Linked DNA regions of Zea mays: all the other regions are linked to region 2. Evidence: chromatin contacts called from public Hi-C data. All regions are on one chromosome and are shown on one strand. The core of a region is the stretch at or near the end of the contact, and the rest is flanking DNA. Distances in the headings are between cores, read along the strand shown. Region 1 holds the start of LOC100191865 (putative RING zinc finger domain superfamily protein). Region 2 holds the start of LOC103648178 (SKP1-like protein 1). Region 3 holds the start of LOC100275341 (cell number regulator 13-like).

What was found. A called contact is a pair of places that touch in the nucleus more often than the background predicts.
Region 1: a Hi-C map of ear shows a contact between it and region 2, with 2.0 times the contacts expected there. The contact joins the promoter of LOC100191865 here to the promoter of LOC103648178 in region 2. A contact is called at or near these places in 2 of 25 Hi-C or Micro-C datasets (ear and tassel).
Region 3: a Hi-C map of ear shows a contact between it and region 2, with 2.7 times the contacts expected there. The contact joins the promoter of LOC100275341 here to the promoter of LOC103648178 in region 2. A contact is called at or near these places in 2 of 25 Hi-C or Micro-C datasets (ear and tassel).

What each region holds. Positions count from the first base shown.
Region 1 is chr2:235,464,146-235,468,715 of Zm-B73-REFERENCE-NAM-5.0, reverse strand. LOC100191865 (putative RING zinc finger domain superfamily protein) reads right to left here and starts at 3,236. Exons shown (of 1, transcript NM_001137289.1): 1 at 1,660-3,236. The coding sequence starts at 3,151. The coding sequence ends at 1,979. TRNAA-AGC (transfer RNA alanine (anticodon AGC)) reads right to left here and starts at 4,401; the gene lies at 4,329-4,401. LOC100284345 (sec12-like protein 2) reads left to right here. Exons shown (of 10, transcript NM_001157240.2): 9 at 20-87; 10 at 186-620. The coding sequence ends at 286.
Region 2 is chr2:236,339,097-236,343,560 of Zm-B73-REFERENCE-NAM-5.0, reverse strand. It overlaps LOC103648178 (SKP1-like protein 1), which reads left to right and starts at 2,605. Exons shown (of 1, transcript XM_008672664.3): 1 at 2,605-3,352. The coding sequence starts at 2,694. The coding sequence ends at 3,272.
Region 3 is chr2:237,253,570-237,258,277 of Zm-B73-REFERENCE-NAM-5.0, reverse strand. LOC100275341 (cell number regulator 13-like) reads left to right here and starts at 2,027. Exons shown (of 2, transcript XM_034059691.1): 1 at 2,027-2,586. The coding sequence starts at 2,170.

The DNA of each region.
Region 1 (4,570 bases), core at 1,987-4,486, 880 kb after region 2:
TTGCTCTACATCATCCCAGAACATTGCTGTCAACTTCCTTTGACTCTACTGCAAGGGTGACGTACGTTGGTTCCCCGAAGAGTAATGGTATGCTGCACCTTTCAATCATAGATTTGCTTTTTTTTTTTCTCCCAGCCATTCCTTGCAAGCCCTATACTAAAAAACGGATGGTTGTTTACTGACAGGAACAAGTATATGGCCCATCCTACTAGTTATCATTCTTGCAGTTTTAGTGTACTACTGTATGCAGCACAAAGAAGACATTCTGGCGATGTTGCCGCGTTGAGATAGATTTCTGTTGAGCCCCACCGCTCCCCTGACTGATCTACTCTACTGGACATATTAGTAGTGTTGCTTCAGAGATTGGACAAGTTTTGGACTTAGGTCAACTTCATTATTTTCTCAAGGATACAACAATACAGCAAAAGGTGTTGAGCCCTTTCATGTTTGTAGTAGAAAGGGTCATGTACTCAGGTTGTCCAAGTTTTGTAAGTTGATGATGGCCGCAAGTGATAGTCATCTGTGTTTATGTTTAATCATGCCGCACTTGTGAGTTGCAAGGAGATCGTCCCAAGAGTCCAATACAGTGAGTTGCAAGGAGAACAATCTGTGTTTGGATGACCTTTTTTTTGCGTTGGAACTTGCAAATGTCTTGTTGCCCTTGCTAGGTTTGCTGAACTCAATGGTGTCATCTTTGGTTACTATCCCCAAGACCAATACTGCGCGTGTACTCAGCAGTGAAGTGCACTACAGTCAGACGAACCTTCTGAGTTCTGAGTGTCAAAAGGGTCAAAGGCGTGAGGTGTGTTGTGTTGTGTGCATGACCTTAATCCTCAATGAACCTAAAAGAATCGTGAGAGGTACACCGCACACCTAACTTTTTACATATTGTGTTGCGTTGGAAGGTGATTGCCTGCCCATCCCAGAAGGAAGAAGCTTCACCCACAGGCCACAGCGAGCCAGCCATCAGCAGCACAGGCACACACTGCCAGCATCCACATCTCATTTGATGACCAACAGCGACGCAGAACAGCCGTCCGGTCCAAGCAATTGATGCACACTGCCTCGACAGGCGACTGGGCAGAACTACCCTGCCTACTTCAACCTCACACCATTAGCGTTGGAATTTTTAAATGAGGTGTTAGTGCCCTGACAGAGACATGGCAATGCAGGTGAGACGGCCTGTCAGATGGAACTTTGTCCATAATCCTAACCTCTAGACATACCAGGTTTAGTGGGTGTTTGGCACTGCTCTAGACTCTAGGTTTCAGCTTCATCGTGAAGCTGTGATGTATAATATAAATTTAAATTGCTTTAAAAATTATTAATCTAAATACAAAATAAAATTGCTTATCTAAGCTTCTTCTAACTGTATATAACTTCAGCTTAACGATCTTCTGAAGCTCTTCATCGACCTCACCAAATTTTGAAGCTCAAGTAATAGTAAACAGGGCCTTAAAAGGCCATGTTTGATACAGAGAAACTAGATAGGAGTGAAACAAATCTGAGCAACATATAACTTCAGATCATTCATGTACCCATAACGAACATGAGTGATCTCTTAGGCTATGTCGATTGGAGAGGATTAAATACCTTCCTATTCAATTTTGAATAGCCCCTCCAATTCCCTTCGTTCCGCTCCAAAACGAACATGCCCTTACACGTATCTTACACATGTATTCGTGCTGTAAATTTCGCATACAAAACTACTTCCGTCAAGGATTCTTTCTTACTTACAATTCCTGACGCTCCGCAGTGCATGCACAGGCTCACGAGTTATTTACTTGTTACTGCTGACGAAGCGATTATACAAGAAACATGGAAAAGATATCATTTTTTACCTTCTCATGTCTCGTGCCCGGCACACACAAAAACTTGGCAAACCAACACCAACCTTCACTCCTCCAAGCTCCCAGCTCCCAAAGCTGCAAGTTTCACCAGACCACCGATGGCCTCGTCGTCGGCCTCAGTCGGTTCGCTATGACGTCTCGTCGGCGCTGACGCCGGGCGCCGACGGCCCCGGCCTTGGCGGCAAGCGCTGGCAGGTAGCGGCGCCGAACGAGGCGGACCGGTGTACCCCGACCCCGGCCATCTCCAGCGCGTCCGAGAGCTTGAGGAGCCGCCTGATCTTGCCGAGCCCCGTCACGTCGTCCTCGCCGTCGCGGAAGCTGCTCGACGCCGGCGCACGCAGCGGGACGTCCGGCCACGCCCGCCGCGGCAGCGCCGCCATGGACGACGCGGCCCGCCTGACGGCCCGGTCAGGAAAGCCGCCGCCGCGCGCGGGGTCCTGTGTTTGAACGCCACCGATGACGGCGCCAGCAGCAGGGTTACCCTCTTCCCGGCGCCCGGACGTTCCCGGTGCGGGGTTGGGGTTAGCGGCGGCGGCGGCGACCTGCACGGGCGCGCGGCAGAGCGGGCAGTTGACGTGGGCGCGGAGCCAGGTGTCGATGCAGGCGCGGTGGAAGGCGTGGGCGCAGCGCGGCAGCAGGCGCAGCGTCTCGCCGTGGCGGAACTCCGCGAGGCACACCGCGCAGCTGCCGCCGCCGTCGGAGCTGGCGCCGGCGCCGCGCTTCTTGGCGTCGTACACGACCGCGGCGATCGCCGAGATGGCGCGCTCGTCGAGGCCCTTGGTGCGTATGTACCACACGTGGTGCACGCCGCCGCCGGCGGCCTCCTCGTCCTCCCCCTCGCCGGCCTGCTGCGCCACCGCGCCAGCCAGAACCTGGCCCCCTCCCGTCTCGGCGTGGTGGGCCAGCGGCGCGCCTTGCGCCCGCCGCCGCCGCGCGACCAGGCAGTGGACGAGCAGCGCGAGCAGGAGGACCGCGGACACGGTGAGGAGCGACGCCGAGAGCGCGACGAGCGGGGTCGGGAGCCGGCTCGAGCGGAGGCGCACGGTGGCCCCAGGGGACGGCGGAGGCGGCGGCTGGCACTGGGGCAAGTAGGCGCACGGGCCGGAGCAGCCGTCGCCGCAGAAGAGGAGCGGAGGGGACGTGGCGACGCCGCCGCCGGGGTCCCCGTCCCGCTGAGGCAGCGGCCCAATCGGCCTGGGCCTCTTGGTGGGCTTGGGCTTAGGCGGCTTCGGCTCTGGCTTTCGCCGCGGCAGCGGCTTCTCCTCCTCCTCCTCCTCCGGCAGCGGCAGCGGCGGCGGCATGGAACGGATCGCCTTGACGCGTGCCCTGCCGTGCCGTGTGAGACTCGACGCGGTGTGTGTGTGTGGTCGCGCTACTCGACTCGGCCTCGCCTTGTGTTGTTGTTGTTCGATGTGAATGCGGTGGTGATGTGGTGGAAGGGTGACCTGTGAGATTTGTCATGGAAGTCTGTCCATGTAAAAAAGATGAAAATGATTTTGACGGAGATTATGACACTACTGGACTACTATACGCATGAGTGGTTTAAAATAAAAGCCAGGAGTTAGAAAGCAGCTTTCATGGAATATCTTGCTCAGTTGACAGTGGGGACTGGGGTCAGGTCAGTGCTTTTTTAAGCACGATTTCTTTTGCATTATTTATCCCGGGACAAGACGAGCAAGGTTAATGATATAGATTATAGTAGGCTTTTTATAATATAATACTGTCATGCCACATGTTACCAACTAAAAAAATCAGTAATATAATAACTAGCTCACGATACAAATGGTACGTTTAATACTTGGTCTCTCTGTTCCTCTTATAAATTATTTAAAGCTAGTTTAGAAATCTCATTACACCAAATTTTCATTTTTCTAAGAAAAAAATAGTTTATTTTTCCTTTGGAAATATAAATCGCTCGGTAAAATGGAGCTCTCAAACTAGTCGTGTAAGAGTAGTTTTGTGAGCGGTCTTTTTTAGCTGGCTACTAGCGAGCAGGCTTATTCTCTCTAATTCTCTCCTTTTTTTTATATATAGTTTACTATGAATTTGATGTGATATGTATAGCAAAAACAGAGTAGCTTGCGGGTTAGCAGAAGCAGGATATTAAGTGATGGGGTGGTGGAACAAATCCCATTTTAAATAGGAACGGGCAACGGCAGCAGCAGCAGTAGATATATTGTTGTGGTTGGGTGTTTGTTGGCCGTTGGCACAAACAAGGTAGATTTATGGCCGATTGACCATGCTCTGCCTGGGACGAGTGGCCCACCCGCACTCGCGCGACGCGTCCCGCTACCGGCCCCACGTGCCCATGCGCTGTGTCTGTGCCGGCGGCCTGACGGGTGGGACTCCTGTACTAGGTGGGGCTGCCTCTGTGGGCCGTTTTAGGGAGAACGATAACAAAAGCTCTTGGGCCGGGTTCTGGTAACGAACGCCCATATGTACAATGGTAATGCCACGAAGCCCAAAACAAAAAAAAAATGGAGATGCGGGGTATCGATCCCCGTACCTCTCGCATGCTAAGCGAGCGTTCTACCATCTGAACTACATCCCCATTTACGTTACGTTGGAAACTGAGTTAGATAATAAAGAGATACATGGAAAGCCGACGGCGGGATACCATTGCGACCTGCGGAGCTGTGGCTGCCGCTCGACGCTTGCGAGTTGCGTTTCCATCGCCAGTCCCCATCCAATACCTGGGAAGAGAGATCGGCGAGTTGCGT
Region 2 (4,464 bases), core at 1,356-3,855:
GAAGAAATACTATTGCGTACCAAACTTAAGAAACACGTCATGGCGTTGGCCATCATTGAAAGAACAATAAAAGCGTACGGGAGAAGAAGAAGAAATAATTTTATCCAACGCTTACACTTCAAGGGAGGTTGGACAACGTCGCACGAGGGTAAGGCCAACATTGCTAAATCTCTTTTTAGCACATTGGTGGGGAAGACAGAAATGAGGCAAAATGATCCAAACTAGGATGCCTTGAACCTGCAAAGTTTCGACCTCGTCAATCTGGACACACCATTTACTTGAGTATGAAATTCTGCAGGCTATTGGGCAAACACCCACAGATAAGGCACCAGGGCCTAATGGTTTCGTGGGTGTTTTTTATAAATCTTGCAGGCCCATCATCAAGAATGACCTAACAGCGGTCATGCACATTCTACATGCTCAGAGATTTCAAAACTTTGACATACTCAATGAGGCTAACATCATCTTGTTTCCAAAGAAGGAGGGTATTGAAAAAAATGAGGACTTTAAACCCATTAGCCTAATAAATAGTGTCACTAAGATTTTTATGAAGCTACCATCACTTAGGCTGGCCCCAGTAATGGCGAACATCATATCCAACTGCCAAAGCGCCTTCATCAAGGGTAGAAACATCCATGATAACTTCCTATACGTTCACAGTATGGCAAGAAAATTCCATCAAAACATATCTCCAATGCTTCTTATCAAGCTAGATATCTCAAAAGCTTTCGACTCTATCAGATGGAACTACCTTTTAACTCGATTTGGCTTCCCTACCAGGTGGAGAAACTGGATCGCTTCAGTGCTAGACACATCCTCGTCTCCAGTGTTACTCAATGGGATCCAGGACAATCATTCTAATATGGAAGGGGGCTGAGGCAAGGTGACCCCTCATCGCCACTGCTCTTTGTCTTAGCAATGGAGTCATTGTAAAAACTGCTCAGCTTAGCGACTCAAGCCAAAATTCTATCATAGATCTCCAACAACACATCACGGCATTGTATCTCAATGTACGTAGATGACACAGTCATCTTCATCAAACCCAGCAAATGTGAGTTAGATGCCCTGACCTACATTCTATGGGGCTTCGAACATGCGTTTGGTGTACGAATGAATATCTAGAAATCGTCCCTCCTGGTAATTAGATGCGATCACGAGAACCTCAATGAAACTATTGCAGCTTTCCTATGGCTAGAGCGCACTTCCCAATCAAATACCTCGGCATCCCCTTGATCGTATCTAGATTGCCAAAAGTGGATTTCAATACTTACTAGACAAGGTGCAAAGCAGGATGGCAACATGGAAAGGGTGCAACATCACTCATGCTAGAAGGATTATACTAACTAAGGTGGTTTTGTCCTTGTAGCTAACTAACACACTTACCAAATAATGTGCTAAAGGACATAGACAAGATAAGAAGAATGTTCCTTTGGGTCAGACGAGAAAACTTAACGGGAGGGAAATGCAGAGTCAACTGGCCAACAGTGACACATCCAATTAACCTTGGTGTCCTAGGAGTGCAAGATTCTAAAAGCTTTGCTAGAGCATTGTGGTTACGTTGGTTTTGGCTAGAATGGGCAAAGCCAGACGCTTCATGGGCTGGGCTACAAACACCTTGCGCCGAGACTGACTGACTACTGTTTGCAGAATAAAAATAATAAAAAATGGTGATGGAGCAAAAACTTCCTTATGGTAGATCGCATGGGCCCACGGTCGACGCCCAAAAGACATAGCGCCCAACGTCTTCACGGCATCCGGCAAACTAAAACTGTCGATCAAGGAAGCACTAGTTTACCATGGATGTGGGTGAGAAGTATAAACTTGCAAGAGATCTCCATAGTCAACCACTTGAGTTAATTCGTCGAGCTATGGACAATCGTACAATTAGTGGACCTTATGCACAACAAGGAAGATGCGATAACATGGGCCTTCACTTAAGCAGAATCCTACTCAACAACATCAGCCTATAGAGCACAGTTCATGGGACACTCTGGAATACACTTCAAGGCGCTTATCTAGAAACATTGGGCACCTTCGAAATGCATGCTCTTTGCCTGGCTAATCATTTGAAACTAGGTCTGGACATCAGGTAGACTGCAAACCCACGGGTGGGCGCACAATCCCTGTTGTGCCCTATACGGGCTAGTTCAGTTATTTTCAATCCATATGGATCGGGGGGATTGATACGGATTGGAGGAGATTTTGACTTACTAGGGATTAAAACCCATCAATCTCCCTCAATCCATATATATTGGGGTAGAACCGAACAAGCCCTACAGGAGTATGACAGAGACCGCCCAACACCTCATTGTCCTTTCCATTTTTTATGTTGTGTTCTACGAACATAAAAAATGTTTATCCGGATGCAGTGCTCGCGCCGTCCTTTCCATTTGGTTCGGGTGAAAGACCGAGGAAGGCGAGAGCAAGAAGATCGTGATGACAACCTGGTCCCACATGACCGTGGCCAAGCGCTAGTGTACGTGAGGCCCACATGGAGGTGGCAGCAACACTCGAGCGTGGGCCCACATGGAAGTTGGGCCGAGTCCGAACTCCGAAGTAGGATACGTCTGCTCCTGGACTTTAAAAAGGAGAGGTGGTCGGCCTTCCGTTCGTCATCCTGTCGCGCGCCGCACGTAGTTAGCGAGGATTTCGACCTGTCGTCAAGTCCAGTCGCAAGCATTCAGTCAACACCAATGGCTGAGAAGAAGATGCTTACGCTGAGGACCTCCGACTGCGAGGAGTTCGAGGTGGAGCAGGCGGTGTTGATGAAGTCAGAGATCATTCGCTTCATGATCGAGGACGACTGCGCCGACAACGTCATCCCGCTCCCCAACGTGAATTCCAAGACTCTCGCCCTGGTCATCGAGTACTGCAACAAGCACGTCCACGCCGACGCCGCGGAGACCACCAGCGCCTCATCAGCTGGGGGCGGCGGCGAGGTCGACCTCAAGAAGTGGGACGCGGAGTTCGTCAAGGTCGCGCCGGCGACGCTCTTCGACCTCATCATGGCTGCCAACTATCTCGACATCAAGGGGTTGCAGGGCCTGACCTGCCGGGCGGTGGTCGACATGATCCAGGGCAAGTCACCGGAGGAGATCCGCAAGACCTTCAACATCAAGAACGACTTAACCAAAGAGGAGGAGGAGGCGATCCGCAGTGAGAACTCCTGGGCCTTCGACCCGCTCCCCGTCCGTAGTAGTAGACCGCGGTGGTTACTGTTAGCTTTGATCTCGATTGCTAGTTTGCTCGTCTGCAGTTATCTTCTGATCTGATAATACATTAATAAGTAGTTCTGCTGATATATATTCATTACGTTTGGTAGGCTTTTCTACTAGAATCATTCATAGTTGATTTATTCATTACGTTTGTAACCTTCTATATATAATATATATATATATATATATATATATATATATATATATATATATATATATATATATATATATATATATATATATATATATATATATATATATATATACACAAATATAACCAAATGCTCCCAATTAGGAGTTGAAAACTCTGTACAACTAAAAAGCAGTAAAAAATTTTGTGCACCGGCTTCGTCTGTCTGCCCACACTACCGGAAGATTGTCCAGCCGTCTTCGACCTGTTCCTTCTGGAGTCTGATCAGCATGTCCCGCAGATCCTGACCGCAATGTTGTTCCCTTAAGTACTTCATAATGAATTCAGAATCCTCAGGAGCCAGGACGTTTTTACCACCAAGCAGGATCTAGATTTCATAATCTCTTCCTAATAAACATGACTGCAAGATCACATTAGAATCGATATAACAGCATTATGTCAACAAAAGAAATCAATATCTTATTAGCTTGTTGTGGAGATGAGCCACCAAACCACAGATAAGGAATTACTGTCAAGAACATGAATGAGTTAGTAACTAAATGAAGTTTTTCTCAACCCAGAGATTGGAAATCTGAAAATAAGACATACATATGTTTTTTCTTCTGGTTGGACAACCATCAAAACAATAGCACTGAGCGACAAAGAGGAAAACAAAACATGTTAATTGACACCTACACTTTCTAGAAATTCTAAATAATATAGCTCATGCTGCATAGAAAAGCCCTGACCTGTCATTGTTATACTCAGCCCATGCTCTGCCCAGTGCTTCAGGAAATTGAGTGGCTGCCCAATTCTATGGAATCCTTTTAGGATTTAGGCCTAATACTTTTCCATACTGGTTGAGTAATGTCCTGCAGTACCAAAGTAATATTACATATCAGTTTAAACATACATAATACCGAAACAAGGAAATCCGACTAGTACTACAAAATAGTAAATTGTGAATGTGTCCCTGACTAATTTTGTTTCCACAATCATGGGACAAGCAACATGAACTCATTAATCATCACATCTGTGTATTTCTAAAATGCCACACCATTACATGTTACAGTTAGAGACCCTGAAACTCTAATATGAAAAAAAAAAACTCATGGTTCA
Region 3 (4,708 bases), core at 778-3,277, 920 kb before region 2:
GGTAGACAATGCAACAATATCCTGTAAACGAGTTTTCCAACTCACATCACAATCTCCAACAGTTAAAGACATAACCTTAAAGTAATCTCCTCCTGTCTAAACCACCACCATAATCTGAATCAATGTAGCCAACCAGACCATCTCCACATAAACAGGCACTAGAAGAACCACGTGGATATCTGAAAATCCACGGAACAACTTTCCAATGCTCTTTACCAGGATTAGACATATATTTAGCAACAACGCTCATAACATGAGACAAGTCAGGATGAGAGCAAATTATAACATGCATGAGTGAACCAACAGCACTAGAGTATGAAACTTTTGACATATACTCAAGATCAGAATCAGTTTCTACGCTCCGTCCAAGCCTTCCGGCGACAGGCCTCTGTTTCGCTCGCCAACTTGGACACCTTCTTCAGAATTTGGATCACAGACTCAACAGACGATCCTACTTGGATTGTCTCCAGCAAATCGTGTATATGGTTATAGTAAAATACTAGACTAAATTGAAGTTTAAAATGTAAGATAAGATAGATATACCTTTGGAGACTTCAAGTTCGAGCGCAGTTTGCGCCTCCCATTTTTTTTAGCCCGCACTACCTTCCGGCCTACTATTTATGGGCCTAGTAGGCTAACTCTGTGGCGCAAGTTGCTCGTCGAAATGCTCGGAAGCTGGCCCGCGAAGCGATCGGCGTCGGCACGGCGACCGGAGGGCTGGGGCTGACCGGCTGAGCGGGACGTGTTTGTTCAAAACTTCAAAGGGAACGTATCTGGTGCTCAAAGGGGTACCGTGCTCATGTGCACATTTTAAATCTGGTGCATCCATCTTACATTCAACGGCACCGGCTAATTTTACGAAGAACCCCTTCCACCAGGGGACGAAGGTGGAAGGGGTGCTTCACAAAATTGGTGCTGCTGTTAGATGTAAGATGGATGCACCAGATTTAAAATGTGCACATGAGCACGGTACCCCTTTGAGCACCAGATACGTTCCCTTATACTGGTTCCAAAAGGGTCACCATAGTAGTAGAAGTCTTGCCCATGTGGGACCCCTTGTGGTTGTCGACAACTGCTGCTACGCGTATGACCATTCTACCTACCTCTGTCCATGGCTCATGTACGCGCTAACATTATCGCTTCTCTTTGTATTTCACAGGGCTAGCCCACCATTAGAGGATGCTTGTTACCATCGGGAACGTATCTAGTGCTCAAAGGGGTACCGTGCTCATGTGCACATTTTAAATCTGGTGCATCCATCTTACATCTAACAGCAGCACCAATTTTGTGAAGCACCCCTTCCACCTTCGTCCCCTGGTGGAAGGGGTTCTTCGTAAAATTAGCCGGTGCCGTTGAATGTAAGATGGATGCACCAGATTTAAAATGTGCACATGAGCACGGTACCCCTTTGAGCACCAGATACGTTCCCCCAGTATAAACCATGGATAGGTTAGTAGTGGGAGTGCAAGTGATACGGCACTCGTTGGCTCATCAATGATGGTGGAACTACCTGAATATCTTACGGGGAATGAAATGCAATTCGGATGTTTGGTACCTGAGAGACCTTGTCTTTGATCCTCTTACATGTTGGACGGTTCTAGCCTTTGACCCTTCCTCCGTAAAGTGTCCTTTGTGAACCAAGGCTGCGTGGCATTTCCACGAACACCTTGTGCTCTCCTGCACGCACACGGATGGCCGGGGTGAACACCGCCGGACCCGCCCACAAAACCTTCAGGGCGAGAGAGTTGAGGATAGAGGAACGCCATGCCAGATTGTTCAGCTGCTGACAGAAAAAAAATCCCCTCTTTTCTCGATTTCGGACGAGAGCGAGCTCCGCGGCGACTGCTTGAGGAGTCAACGCCTGAGTCCTGACCTTGACAGCAGATGCCGTCCCCTGGTGGAAGGGGTTCTTCGTAAAATTAGCCGGTGCCGTTGAATGTAAGATGGATGCACCAGATTTAAAATGTGCACATGAGCACGGTACCCCTTTGAGCACCAGATACGTTCCCGTTACCATCTACCTTGCTTCCTAAGAGCTTGTTTCATCCACCTAGATGGCTGGAGCTTGTTTGCGAAAGATTGTTCTTGTTCTATTTGGATGAAACCTCTGGTATCAGAAGCAATCCGGTTACCACTTGTACTGCAAGCAAGCAGTGAAGCAGAGAGAAAATGGACATCGCGAAGCTCGCAGGGGTTGATGCCGTCAAGCTTGTCGTGATGATTGTGCGGGCAGCTCAGACTGTTCGCCGTAACAAGAAGACCTGCCGGCAGCTTGTCCACCATGTGCAGATAATCGGTGACCTCCTGGAAAAGCTGCAGACTCCAGCGATGATGCAACATCCAGAGACTAGGAATGGTCTCAACGATCTCGAAGAGATTCTTCGTGAGGTGTACATGTTTGTCACATCCTGCCAAAACAACAAATACCTGTACCACCTCTTCACAGGGAAGAAGCAAGCAGATCAGCTCCGTATTCTGCAGAAGAGGATGAACTCGTGTCTCCAAGTTTTCCCACTCATCAGCCACATCGACACCATAGATCGCTTGGACAAAATTTTAGAAATCATACAGCCTCCACGTTCACAGGTAATATTAATCGGTAAGATATAAAGTAACTTGTTCCGTGAAGGTCATGTGTTGAAAATAACTATGGGGCATCTCTAAATTGGTAAGGCTTAATAAGAAATAAGCATTGTAAACTGGTTGTGTGCAAGCATTGTGACAATGAAAGCTCCTTGAAGCTGTTTTCTTCCATTATTGAAACCTGAATCTGCTGAACCTAATTGGCTTCATAATTCCTGTTCATCCCTAAAAAACCACTGGTCTTTATTATTTCTAGATAAGAGCGAATATAAGAAACAAAGTGCTCTTGGGGTAATGCAAAAAATTGTATAAATATGGCATGAACACCTTTACATGGTAATTCTCTCATATTTGTAGACTTTCTATGAAGCATCATGTGAAAGGGTCTCTAGTTGAGTTGGCTAGATGGTCTAAGTCTCGGGTCCTGAGTTCCACTCCTCGTGGGAGCGAATTTTAGGCCGAGGTTAAAAAAACTCTTCTCTTTGTGCAATGCCCAGGGCTATCTTACCCTCGTAGGTCGATTATTTCCTATGAAACGTCATGCAATAGTCTAGTATGATTTGACTTATCCATGTCACAAATTGATTTATTTTGAGAAACACCTTCTTTCCAGATTTTTTGTGCTCAGACACCTATTTTGTTATTTCAGGCTGTAAAAGATGTGCCAAGACTGCTTACAGGTTGCTCATCCTGCGACACCAGGTTACAATGTGCAATTATTTTGTTTTTTAAATATGACATACATCCATTTTTTTGCACATTTCTATAAACATTATGGAAGACTGGCACACAGCTAGATTTCTTGAAACCCATTTCGATTCAATCAATTCTGTAAAAAATATTATTTGGAATAAAGTGATTGTTAACTTAATACTAGGGAAAAGTAAGCTCTTGGTAATTTATGTCCCTCTTCATTCTTCTTAAAAAATTCGGTCGGGGAGGGAAAGACCGCCCTCCCGGTATTATATTAAGAAGAGACCGAAACATGGTTCCGGTCACTGGCCCGCGGGCCGTCACCGCCCACTCTGCAACGGCCTAGCCGGAGGGTGGCACACGAGACGTAACGCGGGAGCGGACGGGGCACAACGATGAGATTTTTTTAAACCAAGTCCTACTACAAGAATCAAGTCTGTCTACATGTGGTTTTGAATTTTGTTAAGAAGTTCTCTACTTTAGAGAGATAGTTTGGTGAAAAGTCTTGTACACAATATAGAATTTTTAGCCTTTTTTAAACTGACATGTAAGGTACAAGGATAACATTTTTAATTCTTAGATAGCATAATTGAATTCACTCACCATGTGGCAGGACTGAAGTGTATAGTGAAGTTAAAAGGTGCTCCCTCCAAGTGAATTGCGCAGGTATGGTCAGTTAAATAGGAAAAAGGTGATCAGAAACTACATCGGTATGGTTGTGGAAAATAGTAGAGTTTTGGAATGCCTAGATTGATTTTAGGACCTCAAAGGTCTTTCTTCTGTCATAACAGATGCATTCAAGTTCAGTTTGTCCCAGTTGGTTGGTGCTACAAATAACTTCTCTGACAGGAATCTAATTGGCAAAGGTAGCTTTGGCTGCATTTACAAGGTAGACATCCCCCCCCCCCCCAAACACACACCAAAACAGGGTAAAATAAATGGCACCCTAGAATGCGTTGAACAAACTCTCATTAAATTCTGACCAAAGGTTATAGGTAGAATTTGCAATTTGGATACATCTAAATAGCATGGCTACATTTTTCAGAAGAATTTCTTTCATCTACTTCATTGATAAATATATGATAAAGTCAGTCAGCCACCAAGGTGGCATCAGATTTCAACTAAATACATGCGAGCATATATGAACCTAACAATACTAACTTAAAAAAGTAAAAAAGGTGTCCTATTCAACTTGTTGATATAAGCTTGGTCTACTTTTGATATGGTCATCACTTACGGATACAAGTTTGGCCTTCTAGACTTTGATATTGTGGTCCACTGCAGCACTGCTATTAATGTGCCTTCTATAATCGTCTATTCTGTTTCATACTGTGCTAATTTGCAATAAAATGGAAAAGGTCATAACTATCAAATAGGTTTTCAATTTTACATTAGATTGAAAACTCCACAATCATGTAATAGAACTCTTATT